Linked DNA regions of Pan troglodytes: region 1 is linked to region 2. The links are chromatin contacts, called in public Hi-C maps. All regions are on one chromosome and are shown on one strand. Each heading gives the region's core, a stretch centred on a gene start, on an enhancer-like site or on the middle of the called end of the contact. The rest is flanking DNA. Distances are from core to core; before and after follow the strand shown.

Region 1 (3,414 bases), core at 608-3,107, 350 kb after region 2:
AGCCCAGGTGTCCCCTGCAGTCCCCAGAGGCCTCCTCGACACTAAGACTAAGGCTTTCCAAATGAGACCACAATTACTGGCCTCTGTTTTCTTTTTCTTTTCTTTCTTTCTTTTTTTTTTTTTTTGAGACAGAATTTTTCTCTTGTTGCCCAGGCTGGAGTGCAATGGCGCGATCTCGGCTCACTGCAACCTCTGCCTCCCGGGTTCAAGTGCTTCTCCTGCCTCAGCCTCCCGAGTAGCTGGGATTACAGGCATGTGCCACCACGCCCGGCTAATTTTGTATTTTTAGTAGAGATGGCATTTCTTCATGTTGGTCAGGCTGGTCTCGAACTCCCAACCTCAGGTGATCCGCCCACATCAGCCTCCCAAAGTGCTGGGATTATAGGTGTGAGCCACTTTGCCCAGCTGGTCTCTGTTTTCAGTTTAGTTCCACAAACACTTATTATGTGCCTACTGCGTGCCAGGCATTGGGCAGACAAAACGTAAGTCATGGTTTTGCCCTCAAGGCGCTCCCTGTCCAGGGAGAAAAACAGATCCCCTACCCACGACCACCTCCAAGATTTCTTTTTCTTTTTTTCTTTTTCTTTTTTTTTTTTTTTGAGACAGGCTCAAAAAAGACTCCACTAGGCTGGAGTGCAGTGGCATGATCTCAGCTCACTGAAATCTCTGCCTTGCGGGTTCAAGTGATTCTCCCGCCTCAGCCTTCCGAGTAGTTGGGATTACAGGCGCCTGCCACCACACCTGGCTAATTTTTGTATTTTTAGTAGAGATAGGGTTTTACCATGTTGGCCAGGCTGGTCTCGAACTCCTGATCTCAGGTGATCTGACCGCCTTGGCCTCCCGAAGTGCTGGGACTACAGGCGTGAGCCACCGCACCCGGCCTCAATCCAGGATTTTCAAATGCCCCAGCGAGCAAGTGGCAGCTGAGAGGCCTCCATCCGGGACACAGTGAGGTCCTGAGCTCTTCATGGTTCCTTTCTGCACAGGAAGCAGAACTGCCATGGGAAGGAGCTCCCTCTGCTCCCCGCTGCGGCTGCGAAAATCACTTCCTTCCTCCCCAAAGACTCCAGCACCAAGAGGAGCTGAGCCGACCAGCAGGAGGGACCCCTCAGAATGACCCTCTGAGCTGGCTTCACTGAGGCAAAAAGGGTTCCAGGGTACTCAGGGGCCGATCCACCCTCGCTCTCAAACACCCTCACTATCAAAAAGGGCAGCCTCCATCCTAGGAGCAGCCGGGTTTACCTCTGGGGCCGTCTTGTGCCTCGCAGTGGCCCTGCAGCTGGGTGGCGCTGACCCCACCAGAGGCAGGCAGACCCACCTGGAGGCCATCTGCCTGCAGGCTGCCCGGGCTGGAAGCCTGGCCTGGCTTGTCTCCAGAATCCCCTCTCAGTTCCAGCTGCTTGTATTTTTGGCTCTTAAGCATTTGTTTCATGCCAGACACCGTTCTAAAGGCTTTTCTTGTACTTCAGCCCTCATAGAAACCTTGTATGGGAGGTGTTATGACTGCTCCTGCTTCGCAGATGAGGAAACTGGAGTTCAGAGAACACAAGCCACTTGCCCAAGGCCACACAGCGAAGACGCAGTGGAACAAGGGCTCCAGCTCCCGGGACCTGGCTTTAACCACTGCGCTCTCCTGCAATTCACCTGGTCCTTTAATCAGGGCAGATATTATACGCCTCAGCTGACATATTTAGTGAGGGAGAAAAACAGTGACTCACCTGCTTGAGGTCACAGAGGGGACCCGGGCTTTTCTACTGGACACATACCATGGTCCCCCTGCTATGCTCAGTTTCCGGGAGGCAGCAAGGAGCTAGTGCCCACTCCCCAACCCCACCACACCAAAAGGAATCTTCAAGATCTAGAAGAAACAAAAAACAAAGGTGGCATGATTTTTTCTTTTTGTCTTTTTTTTTTTTTTTTTTTTTTGAGATGGAGTCTCGCTCTGTCACCCAGGCTGGAGTGCAGTGGTGCGATCTTGGCTCACTGCAACCTCCTCCTCCCAGGTTCAAGTGATTCTCCTGTCTCAGCCTCCCAAGCAGCTGGGATTAAAGGCACCCACCACCACACCCGGCTACTGTTTGTATTTTTTAGTAGAGACGGGGTTTTACCATGTTGGCCAGGCTGGTCTCGAACTCCTGGCCTCAAGTGATCCGCCCGCCTCGGTCTCCCAAAGTGCTGGGATTACAGGTGTGACCTACCATACCCGGCCACAATTTTCAACATTTATTCCACGTCCACCATGTGCCAAGGTTCTGGGAGGCTCGGGCCCTTGACACAACCATGTCCCTGAAAGAGATGAGCACAGAACCAGGAGGCCCTCAGACAACAGACGCCAGAGCCACCAAGTCCCCCACTAACGGTGCCACCCACTTCCCCTCCTGGCCACGCAGGACAGCCCCAGGGTTGGCCTGTGCTGATGGTGCCACCTGGTGGTAGACATGGGAACGCCCTCACCTGAGATTTCCTCTCCGTGACCCTTCTTCCCCTTCTAGGGGTCCTGGGCTGCCCTGAGGCCACCGCCTAGCAAGATCAAGATACGGCTTGAGCGGCAGTGGGATAGGGCAGTGGGGGTTCCGGGGGGGTCCGGTGCAGGCAGAACCAGGAGTGTGCCGGCGGAGGGCTGTGGGTACAGGGTGCAGGGCGTGGCGGCTGCAGGACCTCAGCTTGCCTCTTTAAATCCCTTCCTGGGCACCGCGGTGGCCCGGCTCTTTCCCCTTGTGCTGTTTCTGCTGGAAACGCCGCACAATCTCCTCTGGGGCAGCCTCCAGCGGAGACGGTTATTGGCCGCCAGGCAAGCCAGTCCCATCCTTCCCAGCAACTAGGACTTTCCGGGCAGGGCTCCCCAGCGCGGGTTCAGCTAATTAAGGAAGCAATTAGCCTCCCCTGAGGCTATTCATGCTTCCTCACCCACAGTTCTCAGGTTCTGTGAGACCAGAGCCTCAGTCTCCCATGAGCAGAGGGTGTGTGTGGCTGCCACTAATCTGCAGACACGCTGGCTCCACCCCAGAGAGTTGCAGGGCCAGGAAATCTGCATTTAAACAGACCCTGGCTCTCACACTTCGGAAACTGCTCGAAGCACCTCTCAAATATGGGACAGGTTTGATACTCCCTCCCCCTCTCCGTTCCCCCGCTTCTCCCTTCTTCGCCCTCCTTCCCACTTCCTCCCTCCTCCCCGCCCCTTCTGCCCCCCACCTGCCCTCCCTCCCTTCCTTCCTTCCTCCTCCTCCCGACAACCTTTCTCCCCTCCCCACTCCCTCCCCTCTCCCTCCTCCTTGTAGGGTCAGCGCCGCGTCCTGGGAAGGGCCAGGGGCTCTGGTGTGAGCTCAGTTTGCATCCCAGCCTTGTCTCCTCAGGCGTTGAAGTGGGGGGCAGTTTCTGCATCCACAAAATGGGGATGAAATACCCACTTTGTCA
Region 2 (3,097 bases), core at 562-3,061:
CCAGCTACAGATCACTGATCTTCCCCATAGGGATGCATACTCCTTGACCCCTTCTTTTCTCTCCTCTTCCCTTGCTTTCTAGGCTCCTGTAGCCCTCTGCCTTCTTTTCCTCCTCTCAAGACCCTTCTGACTTTGGGACTTTCTTCCCAAAACAGAATTTGAGGGAAGGTCTTGGGAGGGGTCGGTTTAGAAAGAGCTGGATCCTCAGAGTCAGGATACCTGGGTTCTGTCTTCTACTTGGCCACTGATTTACCCTTCACAAGCCACCCTTTTTGAATGTGGTCCTCCTTCCCCCAGCACCTTCCTCCTGCAACCAGAGAGGGTTCTGGGTACTCCTAGAAGTATTCTGCCAGGCAAACATTATGTTTTCAAACTGCTGAATTTGAATACACCACCCCGAAACACACACACACACACACTGCTACAGTCACTCCCCACACACATCTTTTATCTGCCTGCCCCTGAAGGCATCTGAATTTGCAGTCCCTGAACCAGCAGATCACTCAAGTTTCTCCTTCTCTAGTATCGCGTGGGTTTAAGTTCTGGTCAGTAGCAATTTTTCCAAAAGTCAGCTTGAAGACAGGGACTCTGTGGAGCAGACACAGTTCTCATATGTCAAAGAACCGGGTTCTGCTTGGAAGCTGCTGCTAAGGAAAGCCCTATAAATAACAAAAATAACAACAAAAACAACGGCAGCAGCTAATATTTAATGAGTTAAATATGCATCAAGCCCTGTTCTAAGCACTCTAGATATTTTAACTTAATACAGTAACCTTCTGAAAAAGGAATTATTATTCCCATTTTAAAGATGAAGAAACTGAGGAACAGATGAAATAACTGGCCCAAGGTCACACAGCTAGTTGAGGGCAGCGCCTGAAGAAAAGTCCGTGCTCCTAACCACCACATTCTACCGCCTTTTCACACACACAAGCAGGGACTCGACAGCCCTGAGGAGTGGCACCGTGCTCCAGCTCACTCAAAAACACCTCTTTCTCGCACTTTGGGAGGCCGAGACGGGCGGATCACGAGGTCAGGAGATCGAGACCATTCTGGCTAACACGGTGAAATCCCGTCTCTACTAAAAATACAAAAAAAAAAAAATGGCCGGCGTGGTGGCGGGCGCCTGTAATCCCAGCTATTCGGGAGGCTGAGGCTGAGGCAGGAGAATGACGTGAATCCGGGAGGCGGAGCTTGCAGTGAGCCGAGATCGCACCACTGCACTCCAGCCTGAGCGACACAGCGAGACTCTGTCACAAACAAAAAAATCCAACGGGCATCTATAATTACACTCTGCAACTCTAGACTTTGGGTTCTGGGTACAACAGTGGCTCGGCCTGGGCCCTGGGCACATCACTTCACCTCTCGGTGCCTCCGCTGCCTCACCCACAAAGTGAGTGTGTCACTGACAGTCATCGTCCTCCCGCCAATTGCGAGGGACAAAAGAGACCAAAGCTCCGATAGCACGTACGAATGCTAGGCACGGCCGGTCTGATCACCGCGCCGCCGCCAGGTCCGGCCCATGGTAGGCTCGGGTGACCCTCTTCCCCTGAAGCACCCGCAGTCGCCTCTGCCCAAGTTGGTGACCTCAGCTCGGCCCATGAGAAGCCCCGGCCGGGCCGGCTACGACCTTGAGCGGCGGCCTCCGGGTCCCCACGTAAGCCGCTACCTCTCACCAGTGTTCGGCACCTCCCGATACCAGGCGCGGTAGAGCTCGCGCACCCTCCGCTTGGCCTCGTTCATGTCCCGACTGAAAATGGGCTTCACGAAGGTGCTGGCGGTAGAAGTAGCTTGGCGGACGCCGCTCCCCGCCATCTTGCCAAAGCATCCACTCCACAACCCCACCCCTTTGCAAGCAGCGCGTGCGGACCGCGGGCGAATGTCTTTTCCCATTGGCTAAGGAGGAACGCCCCGCCTGTATGCTGGGTGGGCGGGAGGATGACTCTGAGGCTCTCGGATTGGCTGGGAAGCCTCTCTCTGGCTGAGCGAACGGTGGGTGCTGCGCATGCTCATCTACAGAAACGCCGCTTGGCCTTTGGACTACACCGTCTGTCGCTCTAACGAGCCGGCGTCGCCGCCAGGGGACGCTCGGGCCGCAGGAAGGTCGCTGGGTCGTGAGCTGGCGCCGGGGACGCCGAGCGACTGCGGGGTTTCCCTCAGCGTCCTGCTATCCGGCTGCCCGCCGCGCTCCTTGGTAGTGTCCGTGGGAGCGCAGGCCTTGAAGAACCTCCTCGTGGCGGGCCCCCGAGGTAACTGCTGAGGCAGATAATGGCGCCTGGGCTGCGGTGGGGCTTGCCCTGCCGCCTGGCGGCTTTCTGCAGGGCCAGGATATACTTACTTTTCTGTAAACCAACTCTTCCTTAGCGCAGGAGAGGTGTCAAAGAGCTGGCGCGTCTCCAGAGCCCCGGGAGGAAGGCTGTAACGGCAGCCCCATCGTAGACAGGGACATTCGCATCCCGAGCCCTGGATCTCTGAAAACCAGCCCAGAATTTGGAAGCTGGAAGGAACTTTAGATCGTCCATTCTGAGTGTCTCTCTTCGCTGGCGTTTTCCCACTGAGGTTATGTAAACATGAAGAGGAGCCTACAAGTGTCAAGGAAAAAACGACAGCTAACCACAGGGCAGGCCATGGGCAAGATATCTCAGTGTTCTCCGCTCTCATAGGTCAGGTAGGTACCATCAGCATCCCCATTTTACAGGTGAGGAAACTGAGATGGCCCAGAGTCTAGGTCACCTGACAGATCGCCCCCACCTGCCTGACTGCTGCCTAAGAGGCTCCGTCTTTTTCTGAAGGTGTAGTTGACAGGAGCCTGTGAGTATTGGGGAAGGGCCAGGGGCCGGGGCTGAGCATCTACTCCAAACTTTCCCATTTCGAAGGGTTAAAAAACCAGATATACTTTTTTCTTCCTTATTATCTTCTAAAATGTATATATATATTCAAGTGAGCTATACAAAAGAAAGCACGTAACATATATAAATTATAAAGCATAATAATAAAATGGAAGCTTTTGAACCTCAGTACTGACTTAAGAAGTTGTAACACAGTTAAGGTTTGTATAAAGTGTCCTTAGATGTCCTTAGTAGCCACTGTTCTCTAGTTC

What was found. Hi-C and Micro-C count contacts between places; a contact is called where the count stands out from the background.
Region 1: a contact with region 2 is called in a Hi-C map of stem cell-derived neural progenitor cells, with 6 times the contacts expected there. The contact joins the promoter of NFAM1 here to the promoter of NDUFA6 in region 2. A contact is called at or near these places in 1 of 7 Hi-C or Micro-C datasets (stem cell-derived neural progenitor cells), 1 of 1 datasets of contacts at active chromatin or transcription factors (stem cell-derived excitatory neurons) and 1 of 1 other capture datasets (stem cell-derived neural stem cells).

The regions. Positions count from the first base shown.
Region 1 is chr23:44,432,682-44,436,095 of NHGRI_mPanTro3-v2.0_pri, forward strand. NFAM1 (NFAT activating protein with ITAM motif 1) reads right to left here and starts at 1,858. Exons shown (of 6, transcript XM_063808074.1): 1 at 1,719-1,858.
Region 2 is chr23:44,086,100-44,089,196 of NHGRI_mPanTro3-v2.0_pri, forward strand. NDUFA6 (NADH:ubiquinone oxidoreductase subunit A6) reads right to left here and starts at 1,812. Exons shown (of 3, transcript NM_001071791.1): 1 at 1,674-1,812. The coding sequence starts at 1,812. It overlaps LOC134809697, which reads left to right and starts at 1,912. Exons shown (of 5, transcript XR_010156048.1): 1 at 1,912-2,246; 2 at 2,362-2,665.